Linked DNA regions of Mus musculus: all the other regions are linked to region 3. The links are chromatin contacts, called in public Micro-C and promoter capture Hi-C maps. All regions are on one chromosome and are shown on one strand. Each heading gives the region's core, a stretch centred on a gene start, on an enhancer-like site or on the middle of the called end of the contact. The rest is flanking DNA. Distances are from core to core; before and after follow the strand shown. Region 1 holds the start of Golm1 (golgi membrane protein 1). Region 2 holds the start of A230056J06Rik (RIKEN cDNA A230056J06 gene). Region 3 holds the start of Gkap1 (G kinase anchoring protein 1). Region 4 holds the start of Isca1 (iron-sulfur cluster assembly 1). Region 5 holds the start of Smad5 (SMAD family member 5). Region 6 holds the start of Tut7 (terminal uridylyl transferase 7). Region 7 holds the start of Agtpbp1 (ATP/GTP binding protein 1).

The links. Promoter capture Hi-C pulls out the DNA fragments that hold promoters and counts their contacts. A called contact is a pair of places that touch in the nucleus more often than the background predicts. Capture Hi-C pulls out chosen DNA fragments and counts their contacts.
Region 1: a promoter capture Hi-C map of second pharyngeal arch cranial neural crest shows a contact between it and region 3. The contact joins the promoter of Golm1 here to the promoter of Gkap1 in region 3. A contact is called at or near these places in 4 of 39 promoter capture datasets (the C10 cell line, hippocampal neurons, liver and 1 more).
Region 2: a promoter capture Hi-C map of liver shows a contact between it and region 3. The contact joins the promoter of A230056J06Rik here to the promoter of Gkap1 in region 3. A contact is called at or near these places in 3 of 39 promoter capture datasets (the 3T3-L1 cell line, embryonic stem cells and liver), 1 of 115 datasets of contacts at active chromatin or transcription factors (astrocytes) and 2 of 9 other capture datasets (adipose tissue and liver).
Region 4: a contact with region 3 is called in a promoter capture Hi-C map of pre-B cells, with 2.0 times the contacts expected there. The contact joins the promoter of Isca1 here to the promoter of Gkap1 in region 3. A contact is called at or near these places in 7 of 39 promoter capture datasets (the C10 cell line, cranial neural crest, frontonasal cranial neural crest and 3 more).
Region 5: a contact with region 3 is called in a Micro-C map of embryonic stem cells, with 6 times the contacts expected there. The contact joins the promoter of Smad5 here to the promoter of Gkap1 in region 3. A contact is called at or near these places in 1 of 39 promoter capture datasets (pre-B cells), 1 of 484 Hi-C or Micro-C datasets (embryonic stem cells) and 1 of 115 datasets of contacts at active chromatin or transcription factors (pancreatic cancer cells).
Region 6: a promoter capture Hi-C map of liver shows a contact between it and region 3, with 3 times the contacts expected there. The contact joins the promoter of Tut7 here to the promoter of Gkap1 in region 3. A contact is called at or near these places in 4 of 39 promoter capture datasets (the 3T3-L1 cell line, the C10 cell line, liver and 1 more) and 1 of 9 other capture datasets (liver).
Region 7: a Micro-C map of embryonic stem cells shows a contact between it and region 3, with 3 times the contacts expected there. The contact joins the promoter of Agtpbp1 here to the promoter of Gkap1 in region 3. A contact is called at or near these places in 5 of 39 promoter capture datasets (the C10 cell line, cranial neural crest, hippocampal neurons and 2 more), 1 of 484 Hi-C or Micro-C datasets (embryonic stem cells), 3 of 115 datasets of contacts at active chromatin or transcription factors (astrocytes, embryonic midbrain and pancreatic cancer cells) and 2 of 9 other capture datasets (adipose tissue and pancreatic islet).

The regions. Positions count from the first base shown.
Region 1 is chr13:59,674,430-59,678,373 of GRCm38.p6, forward strand. Golm1 (golgi membrane protein 1) reads right to left here and starts at 1,355. Exons shown (of 10, transcript NM_001035122.2): 1 at 1,298-1,355.
Region 2 is chr13:59,583,703-59,588,055 of GRCm38.p6, forward strand. A230056J06Rik (RIKEN cDNA A230056J06 gene) reads right to left here and starts at 1,521. Exons shown (of 2, transcript NR_045633.1): 1 at 1,423-1,521. It overlaps Naa35 (N(alpha)-acetyltransferase 35, NatC auxiliary subunit), which reads left to right and starts at 1,631. Exons shown (of 23, transcript NM_030153.2): 1 at 1,631-1,757; 2 at 2,451-2,579. The coding sequence starts at 2,456.
Region 3 is chr13:58,271,078-58,275,448 of GRCm38.p6, forward strand. Gkap1 (G kinase anchoring protein 1) reads right to left here and starts at 3,111. Exons shown (of 12, transcript NM_019832.4): 1 at 2,997-3,111. Gm26555 (a long non-coding RNA gene) reads left to right here and starts at 3,774. Exons shown (of 8, transcript XR_873524.3): 1 at 3,774-4,371.
Region 4 is chr13:59,767,272-59,771,244 of GRCm38.p6, forward strand. It overlaps Isca1 (iron-sulfur cluster assembly 1), which reads right to left and starts at 2,518. Exons shown (of 4, transcript NM_026921.4): 1 at 2,353-2,518. The coding sequence starts at 2,433. It overlaps Etohd2 (ethanol decreased 2), which reads left to right and starts at 2,695. Exons shown (of 2, transcript NR_015349.3): 1 at 2,695-3,075; 2 at 3,656-3,973.
Region 5 is chr13:56,700,962-56,704,875 of GRCm38.p6, forward strand. Smad5 (SMAD family member 5) reads left to right here and starts at 2,049. Exons shown (of 7, transcript NM_008541.3): 1 at 2,049-2,170.
Region 6 is chr13:59,820,090-59,824,426 of GRCm38.p6, forward strand. It overlaps Tut7 (terminal uridylyl transferase 7), which reads right to left and starts at 3,021. Exons shown (of 27, transcript NM_001373962.1): 1 at 2,544-3,021; 2 at 1,471-2,021. The coding sequence starts at 1,990.
Region 7 is chr13:59,555,404-59,559,782 of GRCm38.p6, forward strand. It overlaps Agtpbp1 (ATP/GTP binding protein 1), which reads right to left and starts at 1,899. Exons shown (of 26, transcript NM_001377097.1): 1 at 1,695-1,899.

The sequences.
Region 1 (3,944 bases), core at 105-2,604, 1.4 Mb after region 3:
TAACCCTGAAAGCAAACAAATGCGAATCCTTCCCAACCCCCACCAGTAACTAGGCTTGTCACCAGTAATTAAAAAGCAGATGGATTTCAAGGTTTAACAGCCAAAAAAAAAAAAGTCACAGTGTATCATACCCCAACCCTCCACCTGCCCCCACTCCCACCCCAGGATCCCATGCAAACAACATTTCTTTCATTTTATATTGTACAAAACTCATTCATTTCAATGTGTAAAATTGTACAAATGTGCAAAAAAAATGTGCAGAATGTAATAATTGTTCCTTAAGAGACAGAACTGGTGCCTAAAACCCCAACATATTTTCTTAACATTTCCTAAGAATTCCATTTACTGTCCAGTAACACTTTCAGGAGCGTGTGCCTGACGAGTCTTCACACTGACTACGGTTTTCTCTTTGCAAAGGAAAAGGACTCTTGCCAGTAGCTGGGACTTGGTTGAATGCTTCTCTAAGATGACTAACGATAGCTGGGACGCCCAGTGACAAGGCTTGTGGCTTCCCAGGCCTCCAGCCCTCACCTTCGGAAATACAACTAACTGTCCAAGCGACCCAAGAGATGGCCATTCATACACGCTCAGCCATTGCACTGCGCTAAGCGGCTCAGCAAACTGGTGTGCACGTCACTCCACTCCCGCTCCTGAAGAACGAATGTTCCTAGGTATGTGAAAAAAAAAATGTAAGGCCCTGAGACCCCCTAACCAGACAAAGAAAGCCTCAAGTCTTGAAAGTCAAAACAGAAAAAAAGTTATTAGCACACGTTGAGATGATAGCGGAAAACGGCTAGCCCACACACAGACTTTCCCGACCTCACTATTCGTAAATTGCTAGGAAGAACTCCTCAAAACTGGGACTGTTTCCCGATCTTGTTTTACATTCTTAAAGTAACCTCTAACGGTTTTAAATACAGTGCAGAAAAGAGTATCAAAATCCCAGCGACTGCTCCCAGAACAGAGCAAAAGTTGTTAGGGTGTTCCACCCAGGCAAGAAGCATCCTAGAAAGCCGGCTGCAGCTGCCGGTGGCTGGCGACCGACCCTGCACCCGGGGGACTCAGGGGCCACTTTGCAGGGTCTGCCGGGGCGGGACGAGGGCAGGAGGAGGAGAAAAGAAAGGGAGGAGAGGACGAGAGGGAAGACAGTCGGAGGAGAGGGAAAGAGAGATGACGAGGAAGGGAGGGACGGAGAAGCGGGGGAGGCGAGGGGAGGAGGCGGCGGCCGAGAAGAGAAGCGAGGAGCGGGAGCAGAGGCGCGGGCGGTGGCCGCGCTGCATCCCACGGGAGAGCTCACCTGCGGGGCAGCGAGGCGCTCCGTCCGCTCGTCCGCGCGGTCTCTGCCGAGGACGTCTCAGGCGAGCGGGCGGGCGGGCACTTCCGGCGGAGCCGCAGCCCTGGCCCCGGCCCCTCGGCGCCGCCCTCCTCCTCCAGCTCTCCGCCCCGCAGTCTTCCCTGTCCGCCACACTGCCAATGGTGACCCCTGAGGTTACTTGCGGAGAAGCAGGATTTTGTCTTTCCGGACAGCTCTCTCTATAAAACCCAGGCAGGTCTGGAGCTCGCTGTATGGAACAGGCTGGTCTCGAACTCACGGAGCCTTTCCGACCTCTGCCTCCGAATTCTTAACTCTGACGATATTTACCAATCATTGGTTATTGCCATGCACGGTCCTAAATTCTGACCCTGAACACTGGTGTCAATCACACGTTTTAAGCCTCCCCGCCCCCCCCCCCTTTTTTTCTTTCTCACTCCGGCCCCCACTTGCTCAGGCCCTTCTAAGTCTCCCTTTCTTAATGCATGGCTAGGGTTGTAGAAGAATCTCTCTTTCAAGGCGTCCCAATTTTCCTCTCTAGGTAAGGAAACCTGTTCTACCCTGAGCATTTCTTGAATAAACAATAAACACTTGAGCAGTGACTGGAATCATGCATGTAATCCCAACGCTGAGATGGAAAATGTTCTCTATTTTGTTTTCCCAAGAGACAACTTGTGGTTGTTTGGCTTAGAATGCCCCACCCCCACCCCATTACCTGATACATTTGAACGTCTGCTTCCTGGTTAATGAACTGCTTAAGAAGGACTAGGAGGCGTGGCCTTGTTGGGGTAGGTGTGTGTGTGTGTGTGTGTGTGTGTGTGTGTGTGTGTGTGTCACTGGGAGCGGGCTTTGAGGTTTCACAAACCCAAGCCAAGCCAGGTCTAGTCTCCCCAGCCTTCTGGCTTGTGGTTGTGGATAAGATGTAAGATCTACAGCTCCAACAAATGCCTGCCTACTGACACGGTCCCCACCATGATGGTCATGAACTGACTCTCTGAAACTAATGAGCCCCCAATTACATCCTTTCTTCTATAAGTTGCCTTGGTCATGGTATCTCCTCACAACAAAAGATCGGTGACAGTGGGGCATGGTGGCACACGCCTTTAATCCCAGCACTTGGGAGGCAGAGACAGGCAGATTTCTGAGTTCGAGGCCAGTCTGGTCTACAGAGTGAGTTCCAAGACAGCCAGGGCTATACAGAGAAACCCTGCCTCGAGAAAAAAAAAAAAAAAAAAAAAAAAAGATCGGTGACTAAGACAAGCTTTTCTAGACAGGACTCTCAGAGCAGAGGGAAGTTGTTAAGGACACTCCTACCCAGTGGTTTATAATTAGAAAACACCCAGACCTGCACCGGTGGAGGAAGTGCCTGAAACCTTGAGGTTATTAATCCAGAATCAGCTTCCCAGAGTGTTCTCCTGAGGGGTTCTTGGCCACGAAACCATATGGATAAATATCAGTGCTGTTGACTGCATGCCAGAACCAAACTTTAAGACCCTGTTATAGAGCACTGCACAGTATGGTTACGGGACATGGAGAAATCGAATGGAAGTCCCCCAAGTGGTTTTTGTACTGCTAGAAGGCACAATGAAGGCTGCCGAAGGAGGATTGTCACCTCGGGGTAGGCTGGGGACTCTGTGTGCCATGCCATCAGTATTTCAGGCAAGACCTCGTCCAATAGTGCACAAATTGTCCTGGGTGCCTCCAGCAACTTTCCCACTGGCTAGAAGTTACAAGAAGGAGTCTGGTGCTTCATTTTCAAAGCTGCCTTGAGGCAGCTTAAGTCCAGAGACAATTGAACAGAAAATAGATCCCTGCTAAGCTTGCAATGCCATACCTCTGAAAGGTTTATTTATTTTGAAAAGATCTAAGTACACTGTAGCTGTCTTCAGACAGCACCAGAAGAGGGCATCAGATCTCATTACGAATGTTGTGAGCCACCATGTGGTTGCTGGGAATTGAACTCAGGACCTTTGGAAGGGCAGTCAGTGCTCTTAACCACTGAGCTAGCTCTCCAGCCCCTCTGAAAGGTTTAAAATGGGGTGAAAGGGACTGTTGAGATAGCTCGGTGGTTAAGAGAGCACTAACTGCTCTTCCAGAGGTCCTGAGTTCAATTCCCAGCAACCACATGGTGGCTCACAACCATCTGTAATGGGATCTGATGCCTGTTCTGGTTGTGTCTGAAGACAGCGACAGTGTACTCATATACATAAAATAAATAAATGAGTAAATCTTAAATAAAATAAAATAAAATGGGGTGGAAGGGTAGAGATGAATCCCTGTGGGGTTTGTTGAGTAAAAGACACAGGATAGGAAACCAGGATGATCTGTAAGATTGTGCCTTTATTATTATTCACAGAGCAGGGTGCCTTGCTTGTTAGTTTGTAAGGTAGTTCTGCACTCAATCAGTGGGCCTGCCACTCAAGGCTGACTTCCAACTGCAAATCAGCAAAATAAACTGCTTGGATTTCAATTATCTTCATATCCACACTCTTTTTTTTAAAGACTTATTTATTATTATACATAAGTACACTGTAGCTGTCTTCAGATGCACCAGAAGAGAGAGTCAGATCTCATTACGGATGGTTGTGAGTCACCATGTGGTTGCTAGGATTTGAACTCAGGACCTTCGGAA
Region 2 (4,353 bases), core at 271-2,770, 1.3 Mb after region 3:
CTGGGATTAAAGGCGTGTGCCACCACTGCCCGGCTTTATTTTATTTTTTTTAAAGATTTATTATATTTATGGGTGCACTGTAACTGTCTTTAGAGACACAAGAAGAGGGCACCAAACCCCTTTACAGATGGTTGTGAGCCACCATATGGTTGCTGGGAATTGAACTCAGGACCTCTGGAAGAGCAATTGGTGCTCTTAAACACTGAGTCATCTCTCAAGCCCATATATCCTCTTATTTTTTAAAAAGATCTATTTATGTGTCTACTTGAGTGTACAGCACCCGTATGCCAGTGCACTTCTGGACCACACTTACAGGTAGCTGTGCTACCTCCAGTGGGTCCTGGGAATGGAACTTAAGTTCTGTGGAAGAACAGGAAGCACTCTTAACCTATGATCCATCTCTACAGCCGCCCCCTCCATGAATCTTTATCAAATTAGTGTTTGTCACGCCCTTATACACAATATTGAACAAATCAGATGAACCCTGTTCACATTTTTCTAGGTTTCTTCTGGAGTCTCAAAAGGTCATTAAACCAGTTTGTGCGATTTCTTTACTCATTCTCCTCTTCTAAGGAGAACTAACTACATGCCTTACGTTTTTAGGGCAATTTAAACGAAAACAAAGTTCTTGTCCTCAGGAAATACACTCCATGGGGGAAACAATTTTTAAAAAATTTAAACAATCAACATGAAGTCCGAGGATACAGCCCAATGACAGATTGCTTGTGTACTCTTACTGAGTGTTAGCTCTCAACCCTGGGACAAATGCTAACGGAGATACCTATTTAACATGTATAGGCGGAACGGAACGTTCTCCTAGAATCCCAGTCTCTACCTGGTAGAAGCTATGGCTGGCATACCCGGCCCCCTTACTCCAGCACAGGGGCTGGGCTGCACTGCCCCCCAGCTGCCTTCGCAGACATTTTGGTTACCTGGTTCTTCTCTTACCCCTTCCCCTGGCCCCTTGGTCTCCCCGCTCTCCTCTCTGCTCTCCTCCCGTGAGCCGGCTCAGGGTCACATTCCCTCTGGACCCTTCTGGATGTCTGACTCTGGCTATGCTCTCCTTCATACCTACACTCAACCTTCTCCTCCACCATACTTAGAAGCAGTCGTGTCCTTTTTAAATATTTTTATTTTTTCATTAATTAAAGGACCTGGGTTCCTTTCCAAACACCACCCACATCCACACCCAATCTACTTTATGTCAGGATTATTAAGATAAAACTAAAACATCTGAGTTTGGAAGAAACGTGCTAGCAAGCTCGATGTAAATGTCTTATTTTTCTTTCCTTTACAAAGTGCTTGCGCGCTGAATGCAAGACATAATAAATAAGGTCAGTTTGCACAACCACAAAACAGCAATACGGCCGGCAGCTGGCCCCTCCCCGGAAGCCCTACCCCTCCCCTTCACCCTTGAGTCACCTTAAAGAGTTTCCCAGGAAGCACTCCAGGCTCCGCCTCTCTCTGGGTTCCGCCCACGGCCGGGTCTCGGCCGGAGGGGAGGAAAATGGTGCATGGTTTCCGGTCTCGCGATGTGCTATAATCCCGCGAGAAGAGAGGATGCGCGCCTACCCGGATGCGGCGGCCTAGGTGAGGGAGGGGGCGTGGTCGGTGCGCGGAGTCCCGAAAGTCGGGAGCCGGGAGCGCGCGCCCAGGGCGTACGCATGCGTGCACGCGGCCGGCGGGGCGGGGCTGCGAGGGGAGGGGGCGGCGGCGGCGACGGTATTGTCGGTGTCGTTATCTCCGTGGCGCGGACGGTGCGTTTTGACGCGGGTGGTCGTGGGAAAGTATCCGGGGTGGCCCAAGTGGGGCCGGTACGACCCCGAAGTCCGCCGTGGCGGATCTCAGGGAGTGGGCACCGGCGGCCGGTTCCTCGCCGCGCCTCGGGTCGGAGCCGAGGGCGCGCGCCGGGAGGCCGGGCTGTGCCCGTGTCGCCCGGGCGACGAGGGCCGCCTGCTGCCGGTTCCCCGCGTGGACCGGTCTCCGCCTCGATCTCGGTCTCAGTGGCGCTCGGCCCGCGGTGGGCCAGGGTCTCTGCGGAGGCGCCTGCAGGGCGAGGCAAGGCCCTGGTCTTGCGAAGCCCGCCAGGTGAAGGATGCTCGGTCGCTGCCGAGCTTTGAGGGTGGCTCTGATTCCCGGAGGCCGGGCTTGACAGCCGGCGTCTCCGGACTTGTAGTCTTGGGCTGGGATGCTTGAAGATCTCTGGAGGGATTGGAAGAAGTTGTGAGTCCTGGCAAGTGCGAATCAGTGCGGGAGCAGCAGCCCGGTTTATGTGAGGTCAGGTTGCTCAAAGCTAGGTGGTTGGGTTTTGTTTGTTTGTTTTTGCAGAATTCAAAGGCGTTCTGCCTGCAGAGTTTTGGAAGTCTTTCACCCAACACTTGGGGCAGTTTTGCAGCTCCTGTGCCTGCCAAAGCTATATTCCCAGCCTCACACCAATGTTCCCTTTGCAGGCATCATGGTTATGAAAGCTACTGTAGACGACGATGCTTCGGGATGGGAGCTCGGGGTCCCGGAAAAAATGGAAAAAAGTAGCACAAGCTGGGTGGACATAACCCAGGATTTTGAAGATGCTTGTCGAGGTGAGTTTTGAATTTGGGGGCTTTTTGGTTCAAAGCCTGGGGCAGGATACATGAGGTTTTCTCAACTTTGACTTAAAAAAAGAAAGAAAGAAAGAATAAGAAAAAAAAGAAAGACAACCTTGTGATTTTTTTTTTTTTTTTTTTTTTACTCAGATTTGTCGTTTTGTTTTTGAGAACGTGTCCTGTAGCCCAGGCTGACAATGTTCTTGTTGTGGAGATGACCTTGAGTTTCCTGCTCCTCTTGGATATTGAGATTACAAGCCTGGAGTATGATGTCAGGCTCAGTGTTGATAACCATACATTACTCTGCTCTTTGCTTTTTTACTTTTGGTCTAAAGCAAATGTATATCGGGTAAAACTTTAAATACGGATGTTGGCGATTTTTTTAAAGAGAGATTTTTCTTTCTGTATTTGTACATATGTGTGAGGGTGCTCACACTTGAGTGCATGTGGATGGCAGAATAAGGCGTTGGATCCCTTGGAGATGGAGTTATAGGCCTTTTCAGGAATCCTGGCTTATGCTGGGGTTTGAACTCTGGTTCTCATGATTGTGTACCAAATGCTCTTTCCGGCTCCTTGACAGTTTTCTCCTAAAGTTTCCTAACTTCAACAGGTTAGATAATCAGTCCGTGATAGCAGTGCCTACCTGTACACACACTTAACTGGGCACAAGAATTTTTGCGTATTTGAGATTTAAAAATGACCGTGTCCTATTGTTCTCTTTAAGATCCTCTGGTGACTTCCCAGGCTTCTCCGGCATGGTTTCCTAAGTTCTGGGCTGTTTCCTCCCATTGCCCTGTCCTTCCCACTCTTATCCCAGTGAATACCAAGGTGCCTTGCCTGGCTCTGTGAACTGTGTTCCCTGCACCTTGAGTTACTTTGTATCAGACCACTGTGTATGGCTTTTGCACATCTTATGTATCTTTCCTGGTGAAGGCTCACAAGGGCACCTGTAAGCAGATAACCTGTAAACAGATAGGCTAAAGGGCATCTTAATTGAGCCACCCTGTTTATCACCAGGATTGTAGGTGTTTGTGCTTTATTTACCCTGATAGGAGCTTGATAGTGGCAGAGATCGTGGGTATAACTGTAGAATATAGAGCTGTGTATGGCACATAGTAGGGCCACAGTGTTTGGTAATAACTAGATTTAGTGGCATGTACTAGTAGTGCCATTAGTAGTCTTAGCTACTTGGGTGTTTGAGTCAGGATCACTTGAAGCTGAGAAGTGCAAGACTGTTGTGAGCGGTGTAGACTTCCCTCTGTAAGAACACTCTTCCCTCCCCAGCAGCAAGTGTTTAGAGTGACACACATGAGTGTGTGCAGTCTAAGGGACAGACTGGAGGACGAGAGGAAGGAGTCAGCAGTGAGAGAGCTTGGACTGAGAGAGGATGGGTTCAAGGCCGGGTACTGAGTAAAGGCATAGGATGAGTGGTGCTGGGGTCGGGAAAGTGAGCCGAGAGACTGGGTAAGGTGGTGCAGATAAGGGAGAGTGGGAAGCTTGGGTGGTTAGGTGTTCCTTCCTGACCCATGTGCTTGCCAGCCAGGTCTTTGGTAGTAACAAGGTGGTTTTGAAGGAGAGGAGTGAAGACTGGGTGCAGCACCAGGTAGAAAGGAAGCCAGCCGGGGCTAGAAACCATGTGCCTTCTGTCCCTTTGATGGTTCAAACTACATGTCCACTTCAAGTTTGTCTCAGTGAGAAAGTAGAAGAACCCTGGACTAAGTCTCCCCTGTAAGTCTACTGCTCTATGTCTACCAGGAGGAGAGCTGTGTTA
Region 3 (4,371 bases), core at 1,861-4,360:
CAGCTTTTACCATTGTCAATAAATACTGACCACCCAATGGCTGGACAGAGTAGACAACAGGGTAGGAAGTACATCAACCAGAGGAAGGAGAGGGGATAAAGAGATGCAGATCAGCCCAAGGAGGATGGAGGATTCAAAGCCATAAGGAAGGGGTCTGGAGAGAGATCATGGAAACATACCCGAAGCCCAAAAAGCCACATCAGTAATATTATGCATGTATCATGGGATGGGGTTGGGAGGTAGCCAGATTAGCATAAAAGTAAAAACTGATCATTTGACTGCTCAGCTACTGAAAACTAGTTTTAAATCAATATTGTTACTCTGTGTGGTTATTGGGGACTGGAATAAAGCAAAGAAATACAGCTGCTGGATTAATTTATGGCTATATTTTTATTAAAAAAGTAATTCACTTACATTCTACAGTGATTTCTCCCACTTTCCCTGTTCTGCGAGAAAACAGACTGCTCAGTGTTCACTTGTTCCTGGAGTCTGGAATGTCTGTCTCCTCCACTTAAAACTTCTCCGTTCTTCAAATTTAGCCCCATTGCAATTCTGATCTGCCTTCTCGTTAATGTTCCTGCACTTACACTTAATTCTGTTCTTCATGGACTCTTTCAACAGCTACCACTGTATCTAGCTCCCTACTGTCCTGATTTACAAAATGCTGAACAACACAGGTCTCTTCTTTGTATTCCCAAATATATATATATATATCAATCAAGGACTTGGCACAGATATCAGCCAGTTGTAATGGGCACATCTGCAGTCTCAGTACTGGAAGGGATAAGGCAGGAAGGTCATAGGTTCAAGGCTAAACTGGGCTACACAGTAAAAAACAGTCTCAGCAAAAAAAAAAAAAAAAAAAGAAGAAGAAACATTAATTAACATTATTAACATTAAATAAGTTAATCATGACCTCAAGCTTACTGACTGAGGCTTAATTACATTCTCCAATCACACAGTGCCATACCTAAGTGTGCACTGGAATCTGTGCTCTGAACTTGAACACTGAGGGTGGAGAGCACACACCATCTAACTAACAGCACCGTCACAACGAAGTGTTTCCACAACTCATCTTTTTCCCCCTAGGAATCTTGTTTTTGTAGGAAGCTTTGGATTTTGTGTCAAACTGCTGATTTTTAAAAGGTGAGGGTGTGAGATAAACTGTTGCTACTAAGGAACAGGCCAAGCTACGCCTAGCAAGATTTATAAATGAATGACCTGTTTTCTTGAGGCCTTGGTCTCTATGAAGGGCCACTGCCATCATGAGCACCTTCTTCTATGACATCAGTGTCGGGAAAGAATTGAGCCTGGGGGAACTTAAGTACATAATTTCAGCCCTTTAAAAAATGAACAGTAGTGACTGTGTCGATCAACACTATCAACCACCTAGCTTGATCCAAAACGGAACTATGCAATGTCAATGTCATCAGTTAATATGGCCATATGCTTTGAGAGGGCAGCTCTCTCACCATGTAGCCTGCACTGGAACCAAACTCTCAATCCTCCTGTCCCAGGCTCCTGAGTCTTGGGAATACAGGTGTACACCAGTTCGTGCAGCTAGAGAGGCCTTGGTGGACTCTAACAGATCAAACACAACAGACTGAGGACTTGCGACTCCAAGAGGCCCTGGGTTTGATGCCAAGCACTGTCCCTACGAATTACAAAATGAGAGGAAAAGGAATGGCCTGGTCTCCCTCATCTTCTTGGCTGCTTGACTGTCATTTTGACTTCTTAGAACTTAAGGTTACAGGGATCGAGGACCAACGGTCCTGAAACTTTTGCTTCCAACACACTTATCGAAAATGACATAAACTTAAAGGCATACCCGGAGCTCCACCACCCCCCCCCACCCCCCCCCCCCCCGCAACACACACACTGGTTAGGTGCAGCCTTCCTTTTCTAATCCGAAGCTCTCAACTTCTGTGGGTTGTGAACTCTTAGAAACAAAAACAAAAAGCAAACTGCAGACATGTACTAAGGAATTCAGTCATGAAGTGCAAAGGTGATTTTCACTTGCACACAACGTCCCTCTGATCCACGTGTAGGTTCTCGCTCTAGAGTGATTGCTAGAAGCCCCTAGGGTTAATATTAAACAGGTGTATTTCGATCTTTAGTGAAAAATCACATTAAAGAGGCTTAGACTAACCGATTTTAGTGGCATAAGCTAGTGTAGGGAAACCCCAGGCTTTCTAGGAAGATTCTCAATACAGCATTACCATCTTTCGGCAGTTTCTCCAGTATTTCTGGAGCTACAGCTTAACTTCATTCCCGTGACAGGCGGGCGCAAGCGCCTTCACATAAACAGACGAGGCTGAAGAACAATGCTTGTGTTTTTCCAGCGCCTCTGCCTCTCGCTAGAACTCTCCACCGACATCCCTTGAGAAATGTCGCCAGTGGAGGGAGCGGGGCAGACAATGGGATAAACTTTTGCCCCGACTGCTCCGCGTTTACAGACACCCCGAGGCTGGCACCCTACCGCTGCCACCGCCGCCGCCGCGCATAGCTGCTGGAAGCCCCGACAGCAGGGGCTTGTGCGAGAGCCTGCGCATCTACCTCGGGCTGCTGGGAGGGAGGGAGGGAAGGCGAGCGGCGAGCAGCCCCTCTCTCCTCCTTCGGGAACCGAAGCCAAATCTCACGCACGAGCAGTTCCGGGTGCTCCAAAACTTGTTCGCGAAGTACCCGGAGAAAGAGCGCGGCGGGCTGGGCGAGCCCCAGCCGCTGCCGAGACGCGGTGTCCAAGCCTGCAAGCGACACCGGCGTCGGGTGGGCGCCCCGGGGAGCCCCGAACGGGCGGCCGCACCTGCTGTCACTCCCGCGGCCGGCCGCGGCGGACCAGGCCTGCGGCCCGCACTCCCCCGCAGCCTCCGCGGCCCTCCCGCCGCCCGGCCCCGCTCGGCTCAGCCCCGCTCGGCTCCGCTCCGCTCCGCTCCCCGCCTCAGGCCGCACTCGGCCGCGTCCCCTCAGCCACGAGCTGCGAGGCTCCGTAGACTCACCGGGCCTCCCTCGCCGCGGTGCGGCCGCTCCCGTCTCCCCGCCGCTCCCGCGCTACCCCCGGGCGTTGGGCGCGGGCCGCGGGGCGTCCGCAGTAACGGGCCCGCGGAGGGCGGCGGCGCGCGGAGGGCGGGGCGGGGCGGGGCGGGGCGGACCCGCAAGCCTGGCGCCCGCCGTGGCCGGCCGGCGCGCGGGACTTCTTTGCCGAGGGTCGCAGCGCGGCGGACGCTGACGCCGAGGAGAGGTCCGCGGGGGACGGACTGCGGAGGACCAGAACCACCTGCTGGAGGAGCCGCGCTACGGGGGCCGCGCAGGGTCCAAACGGCTCGCGTAGGCGGCGGCTCCGCGGTCCTCGGGGTCGCGGAGCCGGGAAGGTGGGAGGCCTTCCGGGAGGAGGCTTAGGCCGCCGCGGGCGGCGCGCGGCGGGATCGCCAGGCTGTGGGGAGGCCCGGGGGCGGAGGCGGACCTCCAGTCGGCGAGGGAGGGCGGTGCTGCACGAGATGCAAACAGCCGGACGGCCTTGGGTTCCCGCGGGAGCACCTCCGGGGCCGCTTTAGTTTTGCAAAGTTAAGCGGCTTACCGGCAAACCCGTCCGCTACCGCCCAGCCGTGCGGGCTGCCCGGCGATGTCCCGCGCGAGTCACCGCCGCGGGTGTAGACGTGGGGGACACAGTGGGGAGCGAAGCAAAGAATCGCAGAAGACGCCAGATCACCCTAGGGCCCGGTGGAAAAAGAGAATGTTACTCGGGATCCGAGGACTGCGAGCATCTTTGGGGCAGCGCGAGGGAGGAGGCTTTTGGATTTGGCCTGGGAAGAGGTGGGGTTTTGCGGGGAGACCTCGGGGCCTTGGATGGAGGCCATTGGACGCTGCGTTCCACAATGAGATTGGAGGTGTTGACAAGTGGCAGAGACGACTGAAAAATGAGGGAGGGGGGCGGCGGTGGTGAGGGATGGCTGAGTTCCAAGAGTAAGGATTGATGTTTAAGGCAATATTTGATGTTTTAGGATTTAGAAGTTTGAAGGAAGAAATGAAGGCTTTTTTTGCTTTGTAACTCCTGCAGATGTTAGAGATTGAAAACTGGCAGTCCTGTGTAGACCAGGCAGACGGTAATAACAGATGAGCTATGGGGGGGCGGGGGGGGCGGTGAGGACACACGGCTATGAGCCCCCAACACTTGGCAAGCTGATCAGAAAGTGAGTCCAAGGCCGGTGGCTACACAGAAAGATTGATCCGGGGGTCGGGGCCAAGAGGATGGGGCAAGACAAGATAAAGGAAGGCAGGAAGAATTTTAAATGATTGAGAAGTGATGTGGAGGTGCATTCTACAGGATTTGAACATCTGATTGGGAAGGGAGAAATGAGGTCTTGAGACCCGGTT
Region 4 (3,973 bases), core at 1,268-3,767, 1.5 Mb after region 3:
TTATGTTTCTAAACCAAAGGCACGTGCTAGTTGCTGTTCCAAAGATCTTCTGGCCCTACTCCAGTGAAGTAACATGTCCTTATACACACCCTGGGCCCCTCTCTACCAGGCTGCGCTGGGAAGCTAAGCGTCCAGAGTCTTCTACAGTACAGTGTACACACTACAGTGCATACAGAGTGAACTAGGTTCTCAGCGCGTACCAACATGCATGCTAGCTAGGCCCCACCGCTCGCTCCCAAGTGGAGCTTGGTGAGGATGAGCCTCTCGTCATGAAAGCTGACCACCTCTGTCTTGTACAATGATGGAAATAAAGCTGCCCATCAACTAGGTAGCAGCTTTCACATTCTCCAGTCACATCTGACTCTGGTCCCTGCAAATTCAACTCTATTAACTCCTAGATATATGGGGGTGGGAAGGAGCACGTTGTTTTTGGATGTGGTGAGCTGGAGCCATTCTGGGTTTGCAGATCTTACCAGTCTACACCACAGTGTAATGGCTATTCCTGGTTGCCAACATGACTCTATCTGGAATGAACCACAATCCAAAGCTGGAGGCCTCACCTGCAATCCAGAGCTTGAGGTTGTTAGATAAAAGTTTCTGACCTGGATCTTGGCATGGAGATCTTGAGGCACAGTGGCCATGAAAAGCTTAGGCCCAGGCAAGGCAGTACATACCTTCAATCCCAGGAGACTAAGGCAAGATCATCTCTGAGTTCAAGGTGGTACACACTTTTAACCTGGGCCACACCTTCTGTTAGAGACCTACAGGAGGACACTGGGAGGAGGAAGATTTGCTTTTTGCCTGCTTGCACTTACTTGCCAGCACATCTGTTGGAACCTACATCTACAGAAGAGCAGCTGAAACAACTAGCCTCATGGGACTGAGCAACTACTAGATCCTTGGACTTCCCACTCACAGCTGACCATTGTTGAGGAGTTGGACTACAGACTGTTTAAGTCATTGTAACAAATCCCTTTACTATATAGACTATCCATAAGTTCTAGAAACCCTGACTAAAAATACACACAGCCCAATGTGCCAGCCCATCCATTCTGTCCACGACTGGCATCAGCTAACAGATAGCTAGTGTTTATGTTTTATGTCACACCTTTCCTGGCCATGGCTGACTTCTAGTAGATGTTGCAGAATGTCAGACTCCCTGCTGTCAGGCTGATGTACCGGCCAAGCAATACCTAACTCATATTACTCTTGTTTGCTAGTTATCTCTCTCTCACACTTTAGGCCGTTGGTCACCTCGTTGCTTTTGCATTTGCTATGTGCTGGGGTTCAAAATGTTTACCAGACACTTGAAAAACAAGTACGAACCACGACGCCTGCCAACAGCTGTGCCTATGAAAATCAGGGAAAGGTGATTCTAGGACCAAGCCTAACACCACAGACTCTACAGCTGAGCTAGGCAGCGCGGCAGAGGGTGTGAATTGAGATCTACTATACATAACGAAACAGAAGATTACAAAGCACGACACAGGCCAGGACTGTGCAAATGAGATGTTACTCCTGGAAGGAATGGCCTACGGAGGGTGCGAGCCAGGCAACTCAATTATTTCTTCTCATGAAAAACAGCGGATCATGATAATGTATGCTTATGAGGTAGAAACGGGGGCAGAGGGGGGGTGTGAGAAGGGGCGGGTCGAAATTTCCCAAGTAACATGCAATAGGCCAAATGGTGATTAAAAAAAAAAACAAAACAAAACTAAGCAAGCAAACAACGACAATAACAACCACCACCTATCCTGTGCTCGACTTTTCTGGAATTTATTACTTGTAGGAGGATTCTACTCTATTCTCAGTAAGATGAGCATAGTTTGCACAATCCTAGAATCCATGACATACCTGCGGTGACGAAAACTAGCTGGTCCCGGAGGGAAAAGCAACACAGAATGCAGTGTGATTACTGGGGCAAACTGAAGGGCCAAACAATGACCTATCCTATAAACAGATTATCTCACTTGTTCACGACTCCCTTCTATTTTGCTTCAACTAACTATTGGCAAGAGCCCCTCTTAGGACTCTGGGTGGAGCGGATTCCGCGGTGGCGTCTGGACCGAATGAATCCCGGTCTCACGCTGTCCCGATCCTCTGGGGCTGACGCCTCCTGGGAGGTTATGCGGAGCCGCGGCGTTCCCTGTGTGACCTTTCTCCGGGAACGCCGTGACCTCGGCGGCAAACTGCCGTCCTCCGCCCCGGCCGCCCGGTGGCAGCGCACACAGCCCGTCCGCCCCATCGAGCTCCGCGCGCGGCCCGCCGGGAGACCCTAGTCCGCGTCCAGGCTCGCTCTGCACCCCGGGCCGCCGCCGCCACCACCTCCCTGCGGACGCCGAGGTGACTCACCAGTGTGAGGGCCGCCCGCGTGGGCTGCAGTTTTCTCTTGCTCACAGCCCGCACGGTGGCGCGGACCAACGACGCCGACATGTCCACGTCGCGGCACCCGCAGCCTCCGGCTGGAGCGTGGGGACTCAACTTCTCTCCATGGACACGGCGGGCACTTTGACGCCACAAGCTCCTGCGCAGGCGCCACAGGCCCCGCCTCCCGTCGCCCGTCCCGCTCCACCATTGGACAGTCCGGGTGAGTGACGGGCCGGGCCGATTGGCCGTCATCACTGACGAGGCAAGGGAGGTGACCTGTGACCTTGCGGGCTTCGCGGTCACTGCGCTAGCGGAAGTGGGATGGCTCCTTCCGTATGGCGTACACTAACGACAGACCCCCCGGAAGTGGGGACACGGCTCTGTGACTCTGGAGCTGCTTCGATAGTAAAGCAAGCGGGTAGACACCATACGACAGGTTTCCAGTTATTGAAATGTCACTCTTGTGTAGCAGTTTGTGTCAAGAAAACTGAGCACGTACGTAGCTACCAGCCTCGCATGGAAGCACGGGCATGGTGGCTCTATCCGAGCCTCTGAGAGCGAGCGCCCTGGGCGCTACGTTAGCATCGGTTCTTGAGTCCCGATCCCGGGCCCCGTGCACATTTGGCTAGCCTTTCCTGCTAGCCGGTCCCATTTGATTAGCTGTGCGCCTGTCACCACGCCTCGGCTTCCTTCGCGGCCCGTGATGACGTAAGAACGGGAGCTCCTTTATCTCGGAGCAGCAGCTGGCCCCGTGCGGGAACTGGGTGGGCGTGGGGAGTACTGAGGGGTTTGCTACCCCTGATCGCCCCCTTATGGTTCCAGGAAGGCCGAGGGAGGGAAATGGATTCGGCCTCAGGTCTAGACGGAAAGAACAAGTGTTTTCTTTTCCAGTGCGATCTCACTGGTCTGACTAGAAGGGGCAGTTTCCCCGTCCGAAATGGGGACTTTGCCATGCTGGAACACTGACAGAGTAAGACAGACATTGTACATTCTGCCTAGACCTGCCCAGGAGCTAAGAAAATGTTCTGACCCTTTCTTCATAGCTTTACAAAGAGTGGGCACACCATGTTTTCAACTCTATTTTTAGTGTCTGAAAACTGTGAACCCCACTCGGTCATTGATCTCTCTCTTGCAAGGATTTTGTTCCACTTGGGAAGATATCCTCTCCTTAAGATAGAAGCCACCTTTGAAGCAAAAGAAAAACAGACTGATTTTTTTTTTTTTTTTTGGTTTTTCGAGACAGGGTTTCTCTGTACACTGAAAACACATCTTTTACATCTTTTACCAGGAAGCTTGCCAAAGCAGTTCACAGTGAGCAAGAGACTGTTAGAAGGTGAAGATCGGGTGTTCAGAACTCCTGCTGTAAAAACTGGATTCTGAGTTTCCGCTGTTTTAGAACAGAACAGGGCATCGGCCCTGGCCCTGCGATCGCTTGCAGAGGAAGCTTTGACTTGGCCATGGCTGCGAGCCTGCTATCTTATCCGCTGAGAAGCGTGCCTCACTTGTCTAATGGTATCAGTATAAGCCATCAAAAACACCAGGCTGCTGGGCAGAATTTTTTTTAAGAATCAAAATGTAGGAAACCTTTTTAAGGCTAGAAGAAAAC
Region 5 (3,914 bases), core at 799-3,298, 1.6 Mb before region 3:
TTATCATATTTCTCTATATAGTTATATATTTATATTATTTATATTACTTATGATATATATTTACAGATCTTGATTCCCACTGCATGCATCATGTATCATCTGGTCAGATCACACTGTGCCACATTTGTTCTTAGATTCAGTTGATTACCCTAAGCAAGACTTCTTTATGCCTCTGGCAAGCCTGACAGTAATCTTTGACAACTGTATACTGGGCCCTCTGAGTTCTACATCCTGTGAAGTTTAGGTTACTTCTCAATTCTCTGGAAGAGTCCTACTGGCTGCTAAAGCCCCCATGCTTCCTTTCTGTGTTATTATCTCTTGTAACTGAGGGCCTGGCCTGAATGTACAAAGCCACCCGAGAGCCTGGAGTCTCAAGTTAATTTGCCCAGTGTGCAGATACACAGTTGAGGAAGTGAAATACTTGCTTTTAGGATTATACCCACGGTTCGGGACAGGACCCCAGTACTCACGAAGTGTTCTTACAAATATGCACACAATTTGTGAAATGATTTTTAATAGTTTCTTGAAGTGAGGAACGGCGCTGATACACACAATATTAAGCAAAGTCGGCTGCAAACATCAGTTCCGAAAAAAGGGCATTCTTTCAGTAGGGTTATAGGTACGTCTGGGAGTTGTAAATCCATGCCAGGCTCCAGAAGCCATGCCTTCCAAGGGCCGGTAACAGCAAAGACTTAACAGCCAGGAATCAGTAAGCCAGGCAGTGTTGGCGCATACAGAGTCCTCCTGCGCAGAGTTTATGATGTAGTAAAGAAGTTTAAGATGGAGACCTGAGATTGCACACTGATGGCCTGTAGGCTATATTGGGACCATGGGCTTGTTTTGTTTGGCTTGTACCAGGGTGAGTCTTCTCAATGTCTAAAAAAGAGAAGGGGAGGGCAGGTCAGGGAGCCCAGGAAAGAGACAAAGAGGCAGCTGATCAGATAAATGTGTGATTTCCTTTTAGTATAGAAAAAGATGCATTTCCAACTTTCTTCGAAAAGCCAGAAGATCTGCCAATAATGGGCGGACACTGCCACATTTCTTCCTGCGGATGGTTGGCTGCAGTCACAGCTGCTGCCTTCCCTTGGTGCTCTCTCTCTAGTTCCCCAGCTCTGGCCGGATTCTCACCTATCACCCTTTGACATGGCTGCTTCCATAAACGCCTCCTCACGGCATTTATTTAATCTCTTCCAAATAGAAACAAGCCGTTGGAGTCTGGAGAAACATGGAAACCGCCGCATTTGTGTGTCAAGTGAGGTGACCCTGGTTCAGGCGGAGGAGGTGGTAATAAAAGTGAGGAGAAACTGTCAGAATTAGGGATCTACAGAATTGATATTGGAGGATGGGATTGACTGGGAAAGGTTAAAAATAGTTCCAATTTACTCAAAAAGAAAACCGGTGTGTGTGTGTGGGGGGGGGGGGGATCAGTTTTAAAGACCTTTAAAAATAAACACGAAACTATTTTAAAAAGCTTTCCCTTGCTGTCCAAGCTGACCGTTTGGAGGGGAAGAGAAGCCAGACAGCCGGATTAGTACAGAGCTACCCTGTAAGACAGCTCGAGCACCTCTAAGCCTCCACTTGCTGAAGCCTGAGAGCTCAAGGCGCTCCCGGCTTCCAGATGTGGGGCGGTGTCCCGTGAACAGCTGGGACTGTGTCCTGAGAAATGGCCACTCGTCCTCAGCTCCGGGTTCAGCACTATCTCCACCTGCAGAGGATTTTCCCCCTTTGGGAGCAATATTAAGGCTACATCTAGTAAGCTGTGTGGTATCTGATGCTCAGCCAGAGGTCTCTGTCTCTTAGGGTTTCTATTACAAATCAATGAAAACGGCGAAGTTGTAGCTGAAGATACTTTTTAACGCTTTAGATTGGCTAGAAAGGTCTCCAGCTCTCCAGAGCGAGGACGACCGTTTCGCTATAAGGCGGGTGAGCTTGGCTAACCCAAGTGCCACTTCCAGGCTCGCTGCGGACAGCAGAAGCCAGGCCTCGGCCACTCCCGACGCGCATGCGCCGGCCGCCGCGGCCCTCCGCCGCCGCCCCCCCTCCCCCTCATCATCCGGGTCCCCGGCGAGCGGGCGCCGAGCGCTTGTCCCGGGGCCGAGCTGCTAATAAAGTTGCGGCGCGTGCACAGCGCGGCGACGGCGTGAGGAGAGCGCGCCTGGGCGGCGGGGAGGTGAGTGAGGGGCCCCAGGGCGGGCGCTCGGGGCCCGGCGGAGGGACAAGCGCCGGCGGCAGCGGCCCGCGTGAGGCTGGAGGCCTAGAGGCTCCCCACGCGGGACCTGACGGCACGGGACGGGGCTCCGCGCAGCGCGGGAGGCCCCGGTGCTAAGGAGGCCCCGCGCGGCCGACGAGGCCGGCGCGGACGAGGCCGCTGCCACCTCGGCGCGCCACCGACGCCCGGGCCCGCGCGCGGAGCCGCGCAGGCGGCCTAGGCCGAGCGCGCGCCCCGCCGCTTTGTGTCTGGGAGATAAGGATCCGCGCTTATCGGTGGGAATTACACTCCGGCCAGCCGGCTGGCGGCGACCCGCCCCTGCGCCCGCCCGCCCGCCCGCCCGCCCGCTCGCCCGCCCGTCACTCTCCGGACGTCGCAGAGGCTCCCTCGCTGCGCTAAACTTTGTGTGAGGAAGCGAAGCAGCTTTTGTCTCTGCCCCGGTCCCGGTGGTTCCCTTGGGCATGCGTGCCCAAGTTCAGACTCCATCCCCTCCCCCTGCCCTTTCTCCTCTGCGCTTCTGGCTGCGCCGAGCCGGGAACCCTAAGCTCTGGGAACTTCCCCGGTGGCGGCCGTCTTAGGGTCAGAGCATGCTCAGTGGCCCGGACTTTTCGGTTGCAGAAGGAGCTGGCGGGGATGGTCGAGGTATTTGGAGGTGTGCCAGCGATCCGAAGCGTGTCTCTGTGTGTGTGTGTGTGTGTGTGTGTGTGTGTGTCCGGTTTGTGATGGCCCCGGCGAAAGGAGTCCCGGCCAACCTGGAAGGCAGGAACGGCCGAACACTGTAGGCTAGATCTTTATCTTGATCGTAAAAGACAGTGTTTCCTGAGCAGCTGGAGGGGGGTGGGGGGTGGGTATTTCTGGCTGCTGCTGCGTTTAGATGGGTGTGGTGCTAAGTATATCTTGTTTATCTTTCTGTGGAAAAAGTTTTGAAGTCTGGTGGAGTTGATCACATCATGCCTGTTGCCTAGCACTATCAAGTGTATGCCTACCTAGCAACGGACACTGGGCGATCAATGGAATTTGTTGGTTGCTTTGACAGAGGCTAAGCGAAAGGGTACATGTGATTTCTTTTCTTTCTGACAGGGTTTTGCTAGGCAGACCTTGAACTCTGGCCAATCCTCCTGCCTCAGCTTCCAAGTGCTGGGATTACAGGGGTGAGCCATCACCAACTCTGGCTGTGTGTTTCTTTTTTAAACAAAGAGTGCTTGGATTTTCTTAGTGTATGGGAGTTACCGTTAAAGTTGAAAACCCAGTAGGTTTAGAAACGCTTAGAGTAGTAGTTGAGGGTTTCTGCTAGATGCCAGCCCATAATGCCTGTTGTATGGAAACAGTTCCTCCATGGAGCAGGACGGTTTCACACTCAACTGCTCTATCAGAGCTTATGATCCAGATGAGGTTAGTAGCAGTAGTAACAAATCACATTATTCCTTTTACCCTTTTTGGTAACATTTTCCCCCTCTAAAATGAACCCCAGAAATTATAAAATTCCAAAACAACTTAGAAGAATTGGTCTATCAAAATCTAACCTATATAAGGTTTGTACATATTAAGCTTAGAGGAAAAATAGTTTTGTAGCCATGCATGGTGGCCCACACCTCTAATACCAGGCAGGTAGACAGGTGTGAGGTCCAGGCCATCTGGGGGACTGCATAGTGAGGCGAGTATGATTGCTAGGTGGTGACCTCCTTGGCACTCTCCTTCTTTAGTG
Region 6 (4,337 bases), core at 1,771-4,270, 1.5 Mb after region 3:
GGGTTGCAGGCATGTAACACACACATATCTTAATTTTTTATTTCCATAAGACAAATATAGGTAACAATGTCCACACCTACATGAATGCCATAATAGAAACACTTAAGGTCTGCATAAAACGTTAAGAAGTAATAGAGAAATCCAAAGCCCAGAAACCACCAATGAACACTGTTCCCTTGTCAGGATGCCAGGTCCTGCAGACTGAGGTAATGGCCAGGGTGACAGGATGCATCCCCAATTTCAGTTTCGATTTCTGTCCCACTCTCCCATCCAGCACTGCATAAATAAGTCTGGACAATTGCATCCTCTCCAAACTGCAGCTGCCCAACTCACAAAAATGTGGCTCCACATCACCCCAGAATCCCACACAACAGCCTTTCTAGTCTGCCGAGCTCAAAGATTTGTAAAGCTACGGTTCATTTTATTTTATTTATTTTCTTTTGAGACAGGGTCCTTTTAAACCTTAATTCAGAAGAAAAAGCATTAAGGATCACTGTGAAGCCAGTCTGGTCTACAGAGCAAATTCCACACCAGGGCACCACACAGTGAGACACTGTCTCCAAAAGGGGGCAATTTTTCCAAGTCTAATTTCATACTATAAACAGTTTTCATGCTTTCCATCCAACTCACGACTTTATTTCACTTCAGCAAATATACTGACTAGATAGAAATAACTTTTTCCTGTTTTTTTCAAATAATTGTTATTACAACATCTATGTGCACATTTTGGAAAAATACAATCACTTTGTATCAATATTAAAAAATGTATTAGAAATGAAGTTTTAGCACTGGGAGGTCCAAGCAAGTGAATCTAGTTAAGGCTAGCCCTGACTACATGAAGCAGCAGCAGATTTTGATTCTTCTGAAAGGGAACAGCACTGCTTTTCTCTGCATTACGATTCTCTAAATTTCTATTTCCCAAATTTTGTTGTCAAGCTTGTATTCCAACTACTCGGGGTCCTGTGCCAGTTAGTTTGGTTAAACGGAAACTTGGTTTCTTTTTTCCCCCACAACTTCCTCTTTCCCTGTCACTACTTCTCTCCATCCCTCCTGCCTCCCTCCCTCTTTGTAATATACACAGCCTATACTCTGTCTTAACAGTAAATATTTTCAGTTTTATACTGTCATGTGCATGTTGAACCTATTTTAAAATTAAAATCATGTACACAAAAATAATGCCGACTATGGAAATTAGAGTATGATCTCTGAGGTTAAGTGGCCACCCTCCTCCTCTCCCATAAGGTGTTTACTAAAGTAAAATGAGCCTGGCTTTTCTGCTTAGTTTTTAGGGGACAGTACTGCACCTGCCTTGGAGCTTGTGATGGTCCAATGCATGAAATATGTTGAGGCTGCGCAATTATACTGCAAACACTAACACACTCACATTAAAGGGCTCATGACTGAAAAGAACAACACTTATTTGGATGAAGAAAATAGCACAGACACACAGTCTAGAGACTTGAGGCATACCAGGACTTCCTGCTTCCATTTCTGACATGGCTTCTAGGCTGCTGAGGTCTTTCTGAAACAGCCTTCTCACAGCTCTGCAGCCTCTCCCCTCCTGCCACCTGTAGGCATCGTCACTTTCCTGAAAGGATTCCTTCCTTGAGCGGCTTATGACAGGAATCCTAGGTCCGGGCTTGAACTCTCTCCAGCTGTCTGCATTACCAGCGAGTTCATCAGATAGCCATTTTTTATTTTGATCTTTGTGGTTATCATTCATCCAAGCAGGCTGACTGTAAATTGGGTTTTTAAATGCATATGGATTGCTGGAAACCCCATACAGTCCTTTCCTGGGGGTGTTCCCATAGTTCCCGGGTGATATCTTCTTTTTTGGAAGGCCCTTTTCCATTTTACTGCTATGGCCTTTAGCATAATCATCCATTATTAAATAATCTTGTTGGGGATGGCCCCTTCTGAAATCATCATCATCAATAATTCCACGGTCTTTAGTGCGCTTCACAAAGTAAGGTTTTGCTGTATCTCCCATGGTCTTTGACTTCAACTTTCTTACTTTGTACCTGAAAGAAGGCATTGGGGGAGGGGGGAACAAAACAAAATTGTAAAATAATATCATACCAAATACTCAAAGTAACACACGGGTGCCCTGAAGCCTTTATCTTCCCCCATTTAAAAATTAAATTGTTACCACATTCCTAATAATTAATGCATTCCAGAAGTTACAGTGTTCATAAAAACTGGTCCTTATTTAATACAAAGACTAAATCTGAAGACACTTCTATAGTCTCAGAAACTAAAGAAGTAACTTCTATGTAACGAAAGCACCTCTCTTCAAAGTAAACATCCTAAGTCAACACTGTTACAAAACTCCCAAATCTATTTCTTTTTTTTAAAGTTGGCAATTACTTTTAGGTATCAAAGTAGCCGAAACTATGTGAGCAGATTTCAGTTTCGATCAGCCCCCACTCTAAGCTTCGCTTTTCAACCCGGCGCGACCGCTGGGCGAAGGGACAGCACTTCCCACTAAGGTACCGCTCTAAGGGTCCAGGCTTCCGACCAAGGGACAACGCCAGCTGACTTACCCGACTTCTCAGTCCCCAGCCCCAGACAAGTCCAGTTTCGTCACCAACCACAATCCTCCGCAGGATGACACTCCTTTTCCTTCCCCATTCGGCTGCCCCACCCCTGTGTGCCTCAGTTTCCACCAGCGGAGTCCCCAGGCGAAGGAGGAGGCGGTTCCGCGCTACTGGCCACGAAGCCGCCGTGGGGAATAGGAAGCAGGAAGCGCCCGGCCATTGACAGGGTTCCGGGGTTCCCCGGACCAGGGCCGGAGCCCCGACACAAAGTGAAGACGCGGACTCGAACCCGAGGGCTCCGGGCGCACAGCCGGGCCGAGGCGGCCGGAGAAGGACGGCGCCAACGTACCTCGGGGCCGGGCAGATACGCTTCTGGGGGCGGGGGGAACCCACGGGCCCAGCCCGGAGGCGAGTCCCGGAGGGACGCGACGAGACGGCGCCCCGGAGCACTCACCAGCGCCGCTGCGGTCCCCCGCCGCTTCCTGTCCGGGCCCGGCTCCTCACCGTGTTTTCCTTCAGCCCCACTTCCGGCGCTCAGCGCCGTCTCATTGTGCGCGATTGGAAGACTGCGGTGTCCCCGCCCCGCGCTCCGCGGCTGGCCGGAAGCGCGCACCGGAAGCGCGCGCCGCCCAGGTTCCTCCCAGCGCCGGGGGCGCGCCGCGGGTGCGGGCGCAGAGGTCCGGGGTTGCTCCCTAGCTACCTGCGAGATCCGTCGCCCAGTGCTTTCGGGTTCCCCCGACGCCCCTCTGTGGCTGCTCGGGAAGCTGGGTCTTTTTATAATTCCGAGTGGCTCCAAGTTTCAGTGAGGGCCTTGTGAACGACCTTGAAGGAAGTTCAGCGGCCTAAACCTCTGGATTAAGCTCGACCTGGGGGTAGAAAGAGATTCAACTTTTTTTTTTCTTTAAGAACTAGCAAACAGCCGGAGAGTGGTGGCACATGCCTTTAATCCCACTTGGAGGGAGGCAGATTTCTGAGTTCGAGGCCAGCCTGGTCTACAGAGTGAGTTCCAGGACAGCTACGTCTACACAGAGAAACCCTGTCTCAAAAAAACAAAAAACAAAAACTTAGCAAACAACACAGAGTTGCTTTTTTTTTTTCTAATTGAACATTCATTGTTATCTAAAGTGTCCTACATGCCTTGAAAGCCTCAAGCAACTAATGAATAGAAGTGCTGGAAAAAATAAGGCAGTTTTCATTTCTACCTCTACAAAGTATAAATTTAAATCCATTGGGTTCTTTAGCCAACAGTCTTAAAGTGAAGAATGCATACAGCCTTTGCTATTCCAAGAAACTGTCTTTAAAACTGTAAATAAATACTAACTCAATCCTACTAGTTCAGGAAGAAAGGAATACAATTGAAATTTAAAAAGCAAAAGAGACATAGCTAAATGGTTGATATTCTACAACCAACTTGTTTTGTCAGTTTCCTCTTGCTGTGTGGGTTTGGGGATTTCTGAGTTCAAGGCTAGCCTGGTCTACAGAGTGAGTTCCAAGACAGCCAGGGCTACACAGAGAAACCCTGTCTCGGAAAAAAAAAAAAGTATTTACATTCCAAATGCTGCATCCTGGTTCCCCCCTCCCCCTTCCTTTCCCCAGGACCCCTCCTTTCACCTCTGAGAGGGTGTCCCCCCCCCACTTCATTGCCCAACCCTGGTATCATAAGGCACATCCTCTCCCACTGAGGCCAGACAAGCCTTCCCAGAAAGCCATCTTTCTCTAGGGTCCCACAGCTAGTAGCTGTTCTGAATATAACTTGAGAGTTCCTGTCACTGACAGTAAAAGTTCCATGTATCAGACTCT
Region 7 (4,379 bases), core at 649-3,148, 1.3 Mb after region 3:
GGCACTGTGACCTGCAGTGACATGAGGTCTAACACACAGCACCCACCCTCAACCCTCTCCGGCATGTGCACCGATATCCGCTGCTCAAGTTACGATCCTAAGGGATGTGCAGAGGATCACCAGTCACCGTTTCCTCCTATCTGAACTCAGAGCTGAGGGCATCAAGCAAGAAGAGCAGACTCTGAAGATGACTACTGAGGAGGAAGCTAAAAAGGCAAAATCCAAACTTTAGGATGCCATACAAATTAAAATAGTTCACGCCCTTGCAGCTTTTACCTCTAACTAATGCAGGGTTAATCATTACACGGCACTGCCGCCAGACTTTTCTAAAGAGGATGCTTCAAGGGAGAGAGCAAGATGGTTCTGCAAGCACCGGCTCATGGCCATGACCACTCTCCTTCCATCACCTGCACCACAAGGTCGAAAAGAGAACCAAAACTCAAAAGTGCTCTGATCTATACACACATGTAAAAGAAATAAGGGGTAACCCTTGAGCCAAATCAATTGGAAAACCTTTATTTAAAAATTGCTACCACTGGGCTGGAGAGATGGCTCAATGATTAAGGGCCGTTCTTTCGGAGAACCTGGGTGGGTCTGATTCCAAGCATCCACATGGTGGCTCACAACCATATGTAACTCCAATTCCAGTGAATCTGACACATTCTTCTGACCTCCTCAGGTACACACATGGTGCACACACACATGCACACACAGGCACACACACATATGTATATATACATATGCATATGCGTATAAATCTTAAGAAACTAAAAATACCACAGAAGGTTAAATTACGTTAATATATTTGACATTTATGTCATGTTGGTCAAACACATAAGGGGTCTGTTTCAGAGTCCAACAGAGATTACAATTTTAAACACTGATCCATCAATTCAAGGCAAAACTCTATGGTCATTCAAAATGACAGTGTAACTCCATTGTAGAATGTGACTCGGGAGAACGAGAAACCAAGCAAACCAGGAGAAACTCGGGTGGACTAAGGCATCGCCAAAGTGCGGCCCATTAGAGGGATCTGATTACAGATCTCCAGGACTTTGGTTTTGACATCTGGCCTGTTTTAAAATCCGTACCGTTCAAAGTGCCTTAAATAAATCATTTCTTCTGCAGCCAACGAAACCAGAAACATTTCCAAAACACAATTACAAAAATAACTTCCTCTCTCAGGGAAGCAAGGAGAACTGTGAGAATAAGTCAGAAGCTGGCCAAGGAAGAGCGAGCGCTCGGGAGAGCCACTCGACTCTGTGGACTGCGAACTGCCGGGTACCTGATGGGCACCGTTACCATTCCGAACACCTGGAGAGGGCTTGCCACAGACAGCCTGCCATGCCAGCGGGATCGCCGTCGTTACCTCACACGCCGTGCGAGACCTGCATCATCCACGGACCAGCATACACAGTCAACGTCCACCCCGACCACCCGGGGAGGTGTTGAAACTGCCGTCCACGGCGCTAAACTGTCAGGGAGCAGCCAATCAAAGGGTCCCGGGGCGCGGCAGGGCGGAGGCCAGGGAGTGGCGGGCAGCGGAGCGCGGAGGAGAGTGCACGGGGCGACGACCGCCCCGGCTCGCTCGACTGCCCGCCTCGCCGCCTGGCAGCGCGCTTCGCCTCCGCCAAGTGAACCGAGGAGCCGCCGGGAGCCGGCGAGCGGGACGCGCGGGCGGCGGGGACGCTCACCGGCTCGGCTTGGGCGCTGCGCTCGGCCTCCGCGCCCGGGACTCCCGGGGCGCACGGCGGTTCCTCGCCGCCCGCCGCCCTTCTCCCGCCGTCCGCCGCCCGCGGCCCGCCGTTTTCATACAAACCCGGGTGGCAGGAGAGGCGGAGGCGGCGAAGACGGCCGCGGAACATGCCCGCATCCCGGGCAACGTCAGCGCGGCGCCCCGCCCAACTCACGGCTCCGAGGGCCGGCTCGCGTGCGCCCGGTAGGGCGCGTGCGCGTGGGGGAAGGGCGCTTCCAGGGAAGGGCGGGACGTCGGGGGGGGGGGGGGCCCGCGGGGCGCGTGCCCGCCGGCGGGGGCGGCACGCCTGGAGGGAAGACAAGCTGCGCGTGCGCAAGGTCGGGTGGGTACCAAGAGGCGGGGCGGGGCGAGGAGGGGCGGGGCGGGGCGGGCGGGGCAGGGTGGGGCGGAGTAGGGAAAGGACTCCACTCTGGCGTGGGCAACCGGCGGTGCGCGCCCTTACCTTTGGGTTCCTGTGGGTCGTGGGCCAGTGTAAACGTGTTAGCCCGCTAGCAGATCGACACGTTCATCAAATCGCCTTCTTTTTTCCTTCCCAACCGGGGGCGTAGCTCCCAAATCCCATCAAACCTTGGGAAACAGTGAGGCTAGTCCTTCCTGACCCCAAGTTGACCCAGAACAGGCTGTGAAGGCTGTGGCGCATGGCCCATTTATCCAGGTAAATGAGATTATCTGATGGTACTGCGAACAAAATGTCATGCCCATTCATTTCAAAACGATGTTATGGAAAACCTTGGTGCAGAAGCTAAAGGCAAAAAACAGTGGGGGAGAAGTAGGGAGCATGCTTGTGTTTTGACTGTGTTTAAATACTCTGAGATACATTGTTAATAAAGACATCATTTGCCTTTTTAAGGAGCATCGACCATGCTCCCTGTTTATGGTGGTTGGTAAGGGATGTAAAATTATCACAGCATGATAGGGGACTAAACTGAGCCCTGTGGGGTTTTTATTTTGTTCTTATGTTTCGTTCAAGCAGGTTTGTGGAGGTAATTCAAAAAACGTATTCAAGGTGTGAAACAGTGCTTCATGCTACTTGCTCTTGGCAGATGTCTTTACTGAGAGGAACAAAAGACTGCCATTTTATAAATGTTGGTTTTCCCCATACCTATAACACATGTGCACATAATGATAGATTCAAGTATTTAAAATACCTTTAAACCACTCTCCACCACAAACTCCCCAAAATGAAAACGATTGTCTAAGAACATTTAGTAGTTCAAAATTCATGAGACATTATTCAAAGAACGTGTTTCTAAATCAACTTGCAATCTAGAAATACATATAAATTGAATTCCTCTTTAGCAAAGTATGGTTAATGGTCAGAACAAAGGCTCAGAAGATTGGCCCATACAGCCGGGTAACCCACAGCGTCATTGGCTTTGAAGTTATTGCAAACACACAACTTGCAGATGAATGGCACCTTTAGCAAGTGTGAGAACCTTCTCACCTGGAGAAGGATTGGGCTCCAGCTCTTATCAGACCCATGGGAGTTCCCAGCCTCAAGGACCATAACTTAAAAGCATGGAAGCACAAGGGTTTGAGCACTCGGGAATTAGCTGGCTACTTCTCTGAGCACCACACTGCTCCAGCTGTCTCCAAACCCTCAGCCAGAGCACTGTGCAGGAGCAAGGGTCCTCCAAGATCTCCCTCCATCGCCATGCTGTTAGACACCTTCTCTCCCAGAGCCACTCCTTTGAAGGCTCAGCTCAATCTTGTACGCCTCCACTTCCCTTCTCCCCAGAGGCCTGCTTCCAACCTACCTGAACAGTAGTGGAATTCAAATGATTTTGAAACCTCACTCATTGTGTGGCAATAAACTAATGACTAGAGGGAAGCATGACTCAGTGACCGGATACATGCTTTGCACTGGGGCCCCAGTTCAATACCAACTGCCACAAAAATAACTTGTAAAAAAGAGTCATCAGATGTAGGTCAGTCTAGATCGCTTAACTGGCACACCTCAGCCTGGCAACTCAGAGATTCTGTACAACTTCACTTATTTCGGCTTTAGTGGTAGAGAGCATGGCTCCATCTCTCTTGATTTCTTTACCTCTTAAATCTTTAATACTGTGGCTTACAAAATGCAACAAACTTAATAATGAAACTGTAGCTGAAAGATCTAGAATATCCATGGACCTCTCCAAAAGTACGGTTTCCGTGGGGAGCATAAATGTTGGGACAGCAGTTCGGTCCTGGATTTCTGAAACCTGGTGGGTCCTCCGGAATTGCAAGACTGTTATAGCTCTTCGCCATATTCAACAATCAACAATTTACTGAACACCTATATAGGTCAGAGGCAATCATCTGGAGATCTTTGGGGAAATAAAGCAAATAACTTCACTGGATGAAATGTCTAGCAACTGCCCTGTGTCAGGCTGAAGAATTTCCTACAAATAGGCCGAGGAGCAGAAATTCAGGATGAAGAACTTGAGCCGAACCTAAATAAATGTGGCCAAGCTGGGAGATGGGAGAAATAACCCTTATATGGCACACAATGGAATGGATTTAGATGTAAAAGGTCTTACCATGGTTTCCATCTGGTTGCTACAAATGGCATGGTGATCAGGGCCAGAAAACTTGAGAGAGAGAGACAGAGAGAGAGAGACAGAGAGAGATAGAAAGACAG